2 separate regions of the Canis lupus genome follow, and region 2 is linked to region 1. The links are chromatin contacts, called in public Hi-C maps. All regions are on one chromosome and are shown on one strand. The core of a region is the stretch at or near the end of the contact, and the rest is flanking DNA. Distances in the headings are between cores, read along the strand shown.

Evidence for each region. A called contact is a pair of places that touch in the nucleus more often than the background predicts.
Region 2: a contact with region 1 is called in a Hi-C map of skin fibroblasts, with 3 times the contacts expected there. The contact joins the enhancer-like site here to the promoter of LOC106558737 in region 1. A contact is called at or near these places in 3 of 9 Hi-C or Micro-C datasets (amygdala, skin fibroblasts and tumor fibroblasts).

The regions. Positions count from the first base shown.
Region 1 is chr4:61,327,533-61,332,499 of UU_Cfam_GSD_1.0, forward strand. It overlaps LOC106558737 (sperm-associated acrosin inhibitor-like), which reads left to right and starts at 3,155. Exons shown (of 6, transcript XM_038535104.1): 1 at 3,155-3,238. It overlaps FBXO38 (F-box only protein 38), which reads right to left and starts at 3,019. Exons shown (of 22, transcript XM_038535096.1): 1 at 2,894-3,019.
Region 2 is chr4:61,549,984-61,555,493 of UU_Cfam_GSD_1.0, forward strand. No RefSeq gene overlaps it. Among named protein-coding and RNA genes, the nearest start is that of CSPG4B, 23 kb to the right of the region's middle. Within about 2 kb of position 3,683, at least 4 of the 20 cell types and tissues checked have an H3K27ac peak or open chromatin away from gene starts, as enhancers often do.

The DNA of each region.
Region 1 (4,967 bases), core at 1,905-4,404:
TGTTTAGCAGGCCTTAGCCACTGGAAGCATCTTTTTTCATCCCAGTTTGCAAGTACATTCTAAGCAGTAAGCCTGAGTTGTCTGTATTAAGCCAGGAGTCCTTCTGTAATACAATTTCTCTTAGGTATGCTCTTCTCCTTCCATCCAGCCAATTCAAATCTCCTCTCTTCTCAAACAGAACTATGCATCCTCTACTAATTCAGTTCATTCTGTTTGCCCCCAAATTCATTCCTATCTTTTAATCCCTAACTCTCAGGCTATCTCTACCTCTTGCAGGGGAGCACTAACATTTCCTTGCTTGCAAAATCAAGTTCTTTTCCTTTTAATCCTCTATTTCCACTGTAGAGATTTTATTACTATTCACAATTCTGACAATTGCTAATATCTATAAAAATCCCATATAAATCCATTCCTCTACTCCCTAAACGTCACAACTAAAAATCTTCCTATACCACTACCATCTTGCCAACATCTTCCACCATCCCTGACTTATTCAACTAATTAATCCTTTCCTCAGATCACACCAGGCCTTCCTGGGTCCATGTTTATCTCTTATTAACACATTTTACAGGGCAGAGATAAACCAACTATCTTACAACTAACCATAAAACTTAAAGATCTCTTCTTCCATAAAATTTTCATAATTCTGAACCAACTCCTCTATTCTGTATCAAATTAATTACAATTCTATGGAGAAACTTCTTTTCTGGATTGCTGTTACCTGTCCATCCATCTATCTTCTCTATCACTGACTGCCTACTAAGTGCTAGGTGGTGACAAATTGTTTCATTCCATGAAACTTACTGTCTCAGAAAGCAGATCGATTCTAACACCAGTTTCTTTTAACTCCATCACTTCCATTACTATAATTTAAATTACCTTTTATTACCCTCACCAAAAATACCTTTCTCCCATTTAAAATTCCCCAATGTCCTCAATCATCTATCTGGTCAAGGGTTTCCCTGCCCTTCAGGTTCTGATGCCTTTTTTTAGTTTCTATTGGTTTCAGCTCATTCATATCTAAATAATCTTGTATGTCACTTCATTTGACCCCATTCCTAACATCATAGATCTATTATATCTACTACCTAGGATAGCCCTTCTTGCCTAAAGAAGTGCCATACCACATCTACCAAACTGCTCAAATAGAAAACAAACACACAGAATTCTAGTGCTAAATGGGTCTAGGAACCACCTGGTCCAACCCTTCATCTTCCGGATAAGGAAAAGTGAGGCTCAGAGAGGTATGCCGGCTTGTCCAAAGACACAAGTCAGAAACTATGAGTGCTGAAGCAAGGATACAGGTCTCAAACTCCAAGACAAGACCAATTTTATTTTACTACGTCACTTTACCTTGCTGAAACCTCGTTTTCCCTTTTTCTCTTTTGCTATGTCTTAGTATCCTCTTCACTAAAGTGTGTTACCTGCAGGCACATATTCATTTAAACGAACACAGACACAAGGGGTGTCTGGTTGGCTTAGTCAGTAGGGCATGAGACTCTTCATTTCGGGGTTCTAAGTTTGAGCCCCATGTTGGGTATAGATTACCTAAAAATAAAATCTTACAAAAATAAATAAACACACACACACCCACAACCTATATTCCTTACCCTAGGAGAACATAAGAATCACAGCACTGCAATTTTTAAAAAGACAAAAGGAACCTCAGGGGTCACCTAAACCAGTTAACTGTCAGAAGTTAAAAATTACAAGCACATTTTTTTTCAATCTATAGGACTACACAACATGTAGCTTTCCACATCCCACCCCTTCTCTCACCCTGAAAACCAGGGCCTTATAGAGCCATTATTTTATTCTTCAATTGTGCTCAGGGTATGGGAAAGAGGATTAAGAACCAGTGACCTAATCCAACGCTCTCATTTGCTAGCTGAGAAATCCCAAGTCCAGAGAGCCCAAAGGAATTTGCCCAAAGTGCCAGCTAGTTAACAGCAGCTCTAGGACAAAAAAATAAAAGAGAGAGAGGTCTCCCATTACTCACACAGGTGTGTTTTTACACTGCTGGCATGGATTCATAAAACAAAGTCGTCAGGACAGAGTTTCTCCCTGCACAAGAACCTTCCTAAGTACCCAGCTGCCCTTGGCCAGTTTGGGGCCTGGAAAGAAACACGTAGACATCTCTTATCAGTCAATTCCTAGCTATCCAGGAGGCAGAGAAGACAAGCTTTTCAGGTCTGTCTCTAAGGAAAGACTCCTTTAACGGGAGCTGGTAATCTGATTTTCAGAGCTAGGAGAAGCATCAGAGGCAACCAACACTTTCATTTTACAGATACGCAAGGTGTGCTATAGCAGAAGGTAATGGACCTGGGCAAGGTCACACAGGGAGTCGGTGGCAAGGTAAGACTAGAACTTGAGGCTCCTGAACCCAGGCCTGGCCGCCTCTCAAAGCTGTATTCCCTGCGTCTTGCCAAGGGACATCCCCTCAGCACGCTGACTACAGATCTTCCTCAACATATCGGCTTAAACACTGACAGCGTTAACACTGTAGAATTCGTGGCGCCCCGGGTGGGAGGGTGTCCCATGAATTGCCCAGGCCAACCCCCCACCCCGCCCCCATTCTGGGGAAACCTAAACCCAGAGAGGATTCTATATGCTAGAATCTTCGGCCAGGTCTGGACGAGGTAAGCAAACCCCGCAACCAGGGCCTACAAGGCCAACACCCACACACCCAATCTCTGCTCTCCCGGCAGATCGAGGCCCGAAAGGGGCCAGAGACCGAGAGTCCAGGCTGTCGGGAGCCCGGGAGCCCGGGAGCCCGGGAGCCCCCAGACGGCCTCCTCCCCGCCCCTGCCGTCCCCGCCGCCCACACACACACCTACACCCACGGCTCTGCGGCCTGCCGCTGGTCCCCGGGCCCACTCGGCCGCCACCTCACCTAAGCCGGCCCTCTGTCTGTTATTGTGGTTGAGAGGGTGGGAGAAGCGCGACCGACACTTCCCGCGGCCCCCACCGCCGCGGCGCTTCCGCTTCCGCCGCCGCTCGGGCATTTCCGGAGGGTTGCCTTCCGGGGCTGGGCTCGCTCCCGGTGTCCATGTTGGGTGTGGGACGCAGGCTTCGAGTCACGGCAGCCATGTTGAGCGTGGCGGTTTGATGGGGGCGGGGGGAGTGGGGGCGGGTGGGGCCCGTCCCTGTTTCCGGGAGGGCGTCGGCGCGCCGGAAGCGCCTGGAGTCTGACGCTGGGGAGGCAGGTGCTCGCTTCGCAGGTGTTGGGCGGCCTTGGGTAAGCTTTTGGAGTCAAAGGACTGCGTTCCAGTAGGGACTTTGCCAGAATTCGTTTCGTTTAGCTAAAAGAAGACTTTTTTTACTTTTTTTTTTTTTTGGGGGGGGGGGGGCCTTCCTATTCCTTCCTCGAGGCCGAAGCTGGTCTTCCCGCTTTCCCCACTATGCTTTGGTCTCATAGGTTTCAGCTTATCTTGGCAGCTTATCAGAGTTCTAGCTGTGCCATTCCACGTCTCACACCACGTGTCTCGAGTTAGGGCTCTGGGAAGAAAAGGCAACAAGACCTCATCATAGTTATATACTGTTCATCTTAACGCCCGCCTTCACGTCACCTTACTCCTCTAAGTGAGAATGACATCCCCTTCCCGTGTCCGTTCCTTTCCTCGATTTCTTCCGTATTTGAACTTAAACAAACAATAAACACCGTGGCTTTTTCTGTTTTCCGGATTGTTTAGAAAAACAAATAGGAATTCTATACGCAAGTGTCTGGCACTGAGCCTGGCATAGATACAAGGGACTTATCTGGGTGCAAATGGGTCAAGTCTTTAAATCAGTATATTACTGAATTTCATTAGCCTTCCTCCTTTGGTAAAAATGTACTATGGTGGGACCAGAAATACAAATGAGATGTGTTTCCTACTTCAAATTTAGAGAGAGAAACAAAGTATGTATCTTTTAAGATTTTGTTTATTTATTCATGAGAGACACACACAGATAGAGGCAGAGACACAGGCAGAGGGAGAAGCAGGCTCCATGCAGGGAGCCCGACGTGGGACTCGATCCCGGGTCTCCAGGGTCACGCCCTGGGCTGAAGGCAGAGGCTTAACCACTGAGCCAGCTGGTGTCCCAACAAAAGGATATCCACAAACATTGTAATAAATGCTGAATCAAGATGGTTTCTGAGTGATATATGCCTGCTGTGTATAAATAGACTTAACTAGTTTTAACAATCTTTTTCTTTTTTTTAGATTTTATTTATTTATTCATGAGAGACAGAGAGAGAGAGAGGCAGAGGGAGAAACAGGCTCCACCCAGGGAGCCTGACGTGGGACTCGAACCCGGGTCTCCAGGATCACGCCCTGGGCTGAAGGCGGCACTAATCTGCTAAGCCACCCGGGCTGCCCTAGTTTTAATATTCTTTTACTCAGATTTTATTTATTCATTTGTAAGGGGGAGGGGAGAGGGGAGACAGAGAAGTAGAGGAGGAAGAATAAGCAGACTCCCTGATGAGTGCAGAGCCCTACACAAGACTCACTCTCAGAACCCGAAGATTATGATCTGAGCCGAAATCAAGAGTTGGACGCTTAACTGACTGAACCACCCAGGCGCCCCAGTTTTAACATTTTAAGGTAGAATGTGTGCATCCCTTTACCTCTGAGATTTTTTTGTTCCTTCGTGATGTGGGTTTTTATTAGAGTCCTGAGCTAGTGTTCCCTGCTCTCATACAGTGGCATCATCAGGGAAGCTCTGCCCTCTACAGTGAAATCTGCCCGACGCTAAATGGCCCTGAACCACTGTGGGTTTGTTTGTTTTTTTAACTCCCTACTTTTTAGCTAAAACTTTTTAAGATTTTATTTTTATTTTATGCATGAGAGACCGAGAGAGGGGCAAAGGCAAAGGGAGAAGCAGACTCCCCACAGAGGGGGGAGCCCGACACAGGATCCAATCCCAGAACCCTGGGATTTTGACCTGAGTTGAAGGCAGACGCTTAACTGACTGAGCCACCCAGG
Region 2 (5,510 bases), core at 2,433-4,932, 220 kb after region 1:
GTCCCTACATAAAGAAGCTGTCACTTCCTTCCCTGCTCACACATGCTGCTCCATCCACCAAGAGATGGGGTCCATTTCCCCTCCATTTGAGTATGAGCCAATCTTGTGACTTATGTTGACCAGTAGAATGGGCTAAAGAATACTTAGTTGATTCTAGGCCTACCTTTAAAGATCTCAGCAACTTTCCTTTCCCTCAGGAAGCCAGAAACCATGCTGTAAAGAAGTGGACTAGATTACCAAAGGAGGAGTGCTTGTGGGGAAAGAAGCCACATGAAGGATCACGAAGGTATCATACATGGTCACATGTCTTGTATGTGTAAGTGAAGTCTTGTTGGGCTGTGTAGCCCAGTCTGGCTGCCACCTAGAGGCAGCTGAGTCAGTGACACCAGCCAATGCCTGTGGAGCAGCCAAGCAAGTCCTAACTCAATATCTGACTCACAGGATTGTGAGAAAGAATAAATAATTGTTTTAGCCAGTGTGTACTGAGGTGGTTTGTTACAAGTCATGAGATCTTTCAGAAACGTGGAGTATCCCTCAGTAGCCCCTGAAAGGAACTTAACCTGGTCTATACTCTTGACATGAATTCCAGAATGATGATGAAAGGAAAGTTAATCAACACACAAAAATGTTTCAGAAGGATAGTAGTACTTTCAAAGATGAAGCTTTAGGAGTTACAGTCTCTGCCCATGTTTCTCTTCTGAAACAGTATCTTCTGATCACTGGATAATGGCATTTGCTGAGTCCACTGAAGTGAATCCAAGAAATCTTCATTCAATTCTATTTAAAAAGTACAGACTAGGTCTCTTCTTTGTACCAAATTCTCTCCTAGGAACTGGAGGCACAGTACTGGACATAGGGACAAGGCCTCTGCTCCAATGGAGCACAGATTCCAATAGAGGAGCCTGAGAAGAAATTACAAATATGGTGTTCTAGAAGGCACAAGGAGCAAAAAGTGGGAAGGTTTCAGTGAGGAAGTCCATTATAGGTTGGTACTGGATGAGGAGTAGAATCTGGCAAGCTGCAGGGGTGAAGGGAGGGAGGCGAAGGGGTAGGCGAGGGCCAGGCAGGGGGAGCAAGAGCAACAGAGACTGTCACCCAGCTGAGGAAGAGTGAGACCCAGCTCTCCAGAGCAGAGGCTGTTGTCACACAGTCTTGCACAGGTTTGCCGCACCGTGTGGCCATTCCATGTCCTCCATGTTCTCATTCTCCTTCCAGAATCAAAGCCTATTCAGGAGCTGGAAATGATTGTGTGGGGATATCCTTTCTTTCTAGTTCAGTCCTTTTTCCCTTCCAGATGTAGGTCCTGTCCCAATTCTCTCAGCACCTCAGGTGACTTGGTTTGCCCATTTAGGCGGATCCGTGGGCTCTCTCCACAGCGACCCTATGAGCAGCTGGCTGTTTGGCCTGGTACTTACACTCCCATAGTTTCCCTCAGCTCAGTCTCCTCCTTGAATCAGCACAAGTGGATTCATTCTCATTCTCTCTCTTTCTCTCTGTCTCTCTCATTCCCTTTACACACACACACACACACACAAACACACACACACTGGCGACAGCAATATCTTTTCAAGAGAAGAGTTTGTGCTCTTCTTTTTCTTCATAAACCATTAAGGTTCTCCTCTGGAAAGGTCATAGCTCTCTGGAATTTCTTTTCTCCCAGAGTCATCAAACATGAACTCGACCACTTACCCAAGATTATGAATCAATAGGTCACCTTTCTTATCTGAGATTCAGTTTCATCACTTATAAACCGGTAAAGAAAAAAAAAAACCTGCCCCTCAGAGTTATGATGAGGAATAAATGGATTCATACTCATGAAAATACTATTCAGATGTTATCTCATCACTCTTTCTGGGCAGGGAATCCAAAGTAGCCTGTGTCTGATGACAGCATGAATCATGTTGGAAAGGTTAAAATAACAACTATGAGGTAACACATCAGGCAGATGGAAGCTGATCTCTGTGAAAAGCAGCTTCAGCCTTAGGCAACAATTCTAGATTAGTTAGTGAACATCTAAATGCTAGGGGCACTGGACAGTATGCTTGCTGGGTGGTCAGAATAGCACTGTACAGACAGTGGGAATTTAATGAATATATTCTGCTTCTGTGGCTGTTGATGATGGTGGCAATGATGATGATCCTATCACAGATCATCACATGTATGGAGACTGCTGCACAGAATTGCTGCTGACAATTGCAAAGATTTCGCCATTTTCATAACGATGCTCCCTGAGGTCTTCTCATGTCTAGATTCAATGATGAGTAGGCAATTATTTTTCACTGGTCTGGCTCTACTCTTTGGCTTTCCAATTTATTGCCTGGCTGCAGAGCTAATCAGCAGATATTTGTAGTGGAGTCTTGCTGCTTGGCTGAACACTCGGCCTGACAGCTGGGTCTGGAGGACCACGGGCAATTAGTCACACAGCTTTCTTTCAATGAACCAATTTTCCAGGGACTCATGATGGGCTGATGTCTTCTGAAATAACCTTATGGGTTTGGACAGAGGACAATGGGCCCACATTTCATGATTCAAGACACACGACCACCTTGACGGTAAAAAGTTCCAGGCAAATAACCAGAAGATTTTTAGGAGAAAGCTAGAGGAAACAGGATATCACTGCATCATCAAGTGATACAAACCTGTTGTCTTTTAAGTATCTCTGGTGACATTTAAAGCTCCTGGAGAAAGTACATTGAGTTTTCTCTGCTGCCAGGGCACAAGTTAGTAAGCTACTGCTATATTTCAATAAAGTAACTCATGCTCTGGTGACAGTTCACATCTAGAGGTCAGTTTGATTCCTGCCTAATTTTAAAGTAACTCTTGTTTCTCTAGGGGGTACAGTAGGGCAGCAGTGATAATAAAATAATAATCCCTGGATCAGCCTCCACAAGCAAAGTCACCAGATCCTTAGTTGTGTCTGCTGCCACAGACCGAAAAATAATTATCTTTTTTTTCCCCTGGGCATTGGTGATCTGACACGTCATCAGTAATGGTTAATACCTCTCCCTCCTAACTCTTTCACCCTTATTGGGCTTTCCAGTCTCTGGGAGATGAAGCTGCTTTGTACCTTGACCAACAGGTGGTCTAGGAGTCAGTGAATAGGCTTATGTTCCAGCTCAGTGACGTGGCCTTGGGTGTGACCAGACACCCAGCCCCCTGTGCCAAGGTTGGTTCAAAGTCCCCTTCTTCTCTGTTTACATTCTTGCCCTTGGCTGTCTCACAGCTAAAACTATTAGTCTGCATCAATAATTCAATAGGCATTCAACTAATATTTAGTTACTGCTCACCACATGCCAAGCATCATTCTTAGTGTTTGCTGAAACACACACACACACACACACACACACACACACACACACACAGCTTCTAGTGTCAGGAGAGGGATAATAAACAATTAACAGTAATTTAGTAAGCAAAGAAAATATGCAGGATGTCAGAGGGTGATAAGACCTGGGGAGAAAACAAAACAGGGCAAGGAGAGTCAGTTTGGGGTAGGGTTACTGTCACTTGGAAGTGAAGGGTTGCAGGAGGCCTTACCCAGAAAATGACATTTGAGCAAAGTCCTCCAGCAGGCAGGGGAGTGAACCATCGGGATGAGCGGGATGAGCGGAAGGAGAGGCTCTCAGCAGGAGAAGCAGCCCGGACAGAGGCCCAGGCTGTGGGTGGCCCTGGCTGACTTACAGTGTAGGCCGGAGGCTGGTGCTGCTGGAGCTGGGTCAGAGGGAACGGGGTGCTGGAGGGCGAGGTCTGAGGGTGATGGCAGGGCTTCTGCCCATCAGGTGGGGTCAAGCAGGCTTCTATGAGGACTCGGACTTTTACTCGGAGTGTGGAGGGAGGCCATGGCCAGGCTCTAGCAGAGGCACAAACTGAATGACATTTTAGAAGGATGACGTTGCCTACGGGTCAGGGGTGAGCCGGGGGTGCAAAACCTGAAAACAGCCAAACCAGTTCAGAAGCATCTCTCATAATCAGGACCAAAAGCGCTGGTGGCCCAGACCAGTTAGTGTGGTATGAGAGGAAATGAAACGAAGTGAAATTCAGGATAGTTTTTAAGTCCCGGCCAGCAGGATGGGCAAACACACATCTCCAGTTGGTTTGTCTCACCACCATCAGCCCCATGATTTTAACTCCATCTGGAATGTCATTGTAATGCTCCAAGTATGTCAGGCCCCAACCCCCTCCCACTCTAACCACCTCTCCTCTGAATATTTTTTTTTCCTGGACCTATATAGAATCACATGTAAGTCTTTCTCGCTTTCACATATACTAGTCGATAATTCTAGATTTTTTTCGGCATCACCATTTGAATCCATACTTCCTTTCCAGCCCTACTGCCATAATTGTAGTTAGACTTCTCTATCTCCCTCTAGAAGATTCAATTCCACATGTACGGAGTACCAGTGATGGGCAAGGCCCTGCTGGAAATGCAAGGAGGAGTTGGCTGCAATCCCAGCTCTCCAGGTGGCTGGCTAATAATGAGACGAGACCACAGTGAGATGAGAAGCCTCCAACTGGTCCCACAGCAGCACCCACAGGGCTTAGAGCCCAGCCCCCTGATCGGACCAGGGAGGGGCGGGCACTTGCACCACCCACGAAGGCTGAGCTCGGGAGGAGGGCTGGAGCCACATCTCATCACTATTCCTCCCCAGCTCTGGCTCAGTGCTTGCTTGGGCTGCAGCTTCAAATCCCACAGCCATTTTCCCAGAAAGACAAGTCTCAGTGTAGTGAAAGGATCATAATCTTTGAATCATATACTCAGAACTTGCATCTTGGTTCTACCACCCTTTCACTCTAGGCCTAAAGGAGTTGCTTAATTCGCTCCAAGCAAGACTCCTGGAGTTTAAAGATAATAAATATATGGGGCAGCCCGGGTGGCTCAGCGGTTTAGCACCACCTTCGGCCCAGGGTGTGATCCTGGAGACCCGGGATCAAGTCCCACGTCGGGCTCCCTGCATGGAGCCTGCTTCTCCCTCTGCCTGTGTCTCTGCCTCATTCTCTTTCTGTGTCTCTCATGAATGAATAAATAAAAATCTTTAAAAATAAATAAATAAATAAATAAATAAATAAATAATAAAGATAATAAATATGAAGTGGCCATGTTCATGGAGTCAGCATTTGATAAACAATAATGAATATTGGACGCCAGGTTTTCCCTTCTCCTGATTAACATTTACAATACTATTAGATTCATTTTCCTAAAATACAACTCTTGGATTGTTATATTACTTGCAGGATAATTTACCTTCAAAGAAAAAGCCTCGAGGGTAGAGAATTTAATATGTGTGTGTTTTAATACTCATTATTGAGGTATAGTTGGTACACAAGGTTCTATTAGTCTCAGGTGTACAACATGGTGATTTGACAATTCTATTCAGTACCCAGTGTTCCCCAGGATAAGTACAGTCATCATCCATTACCATAGAATATTATTACAATATTATTGACTATATTCCCTATGCTTTGTGACTTATTTATGGTATATGTGTGTGTGTGTGTGTGTGTGTGTGTAT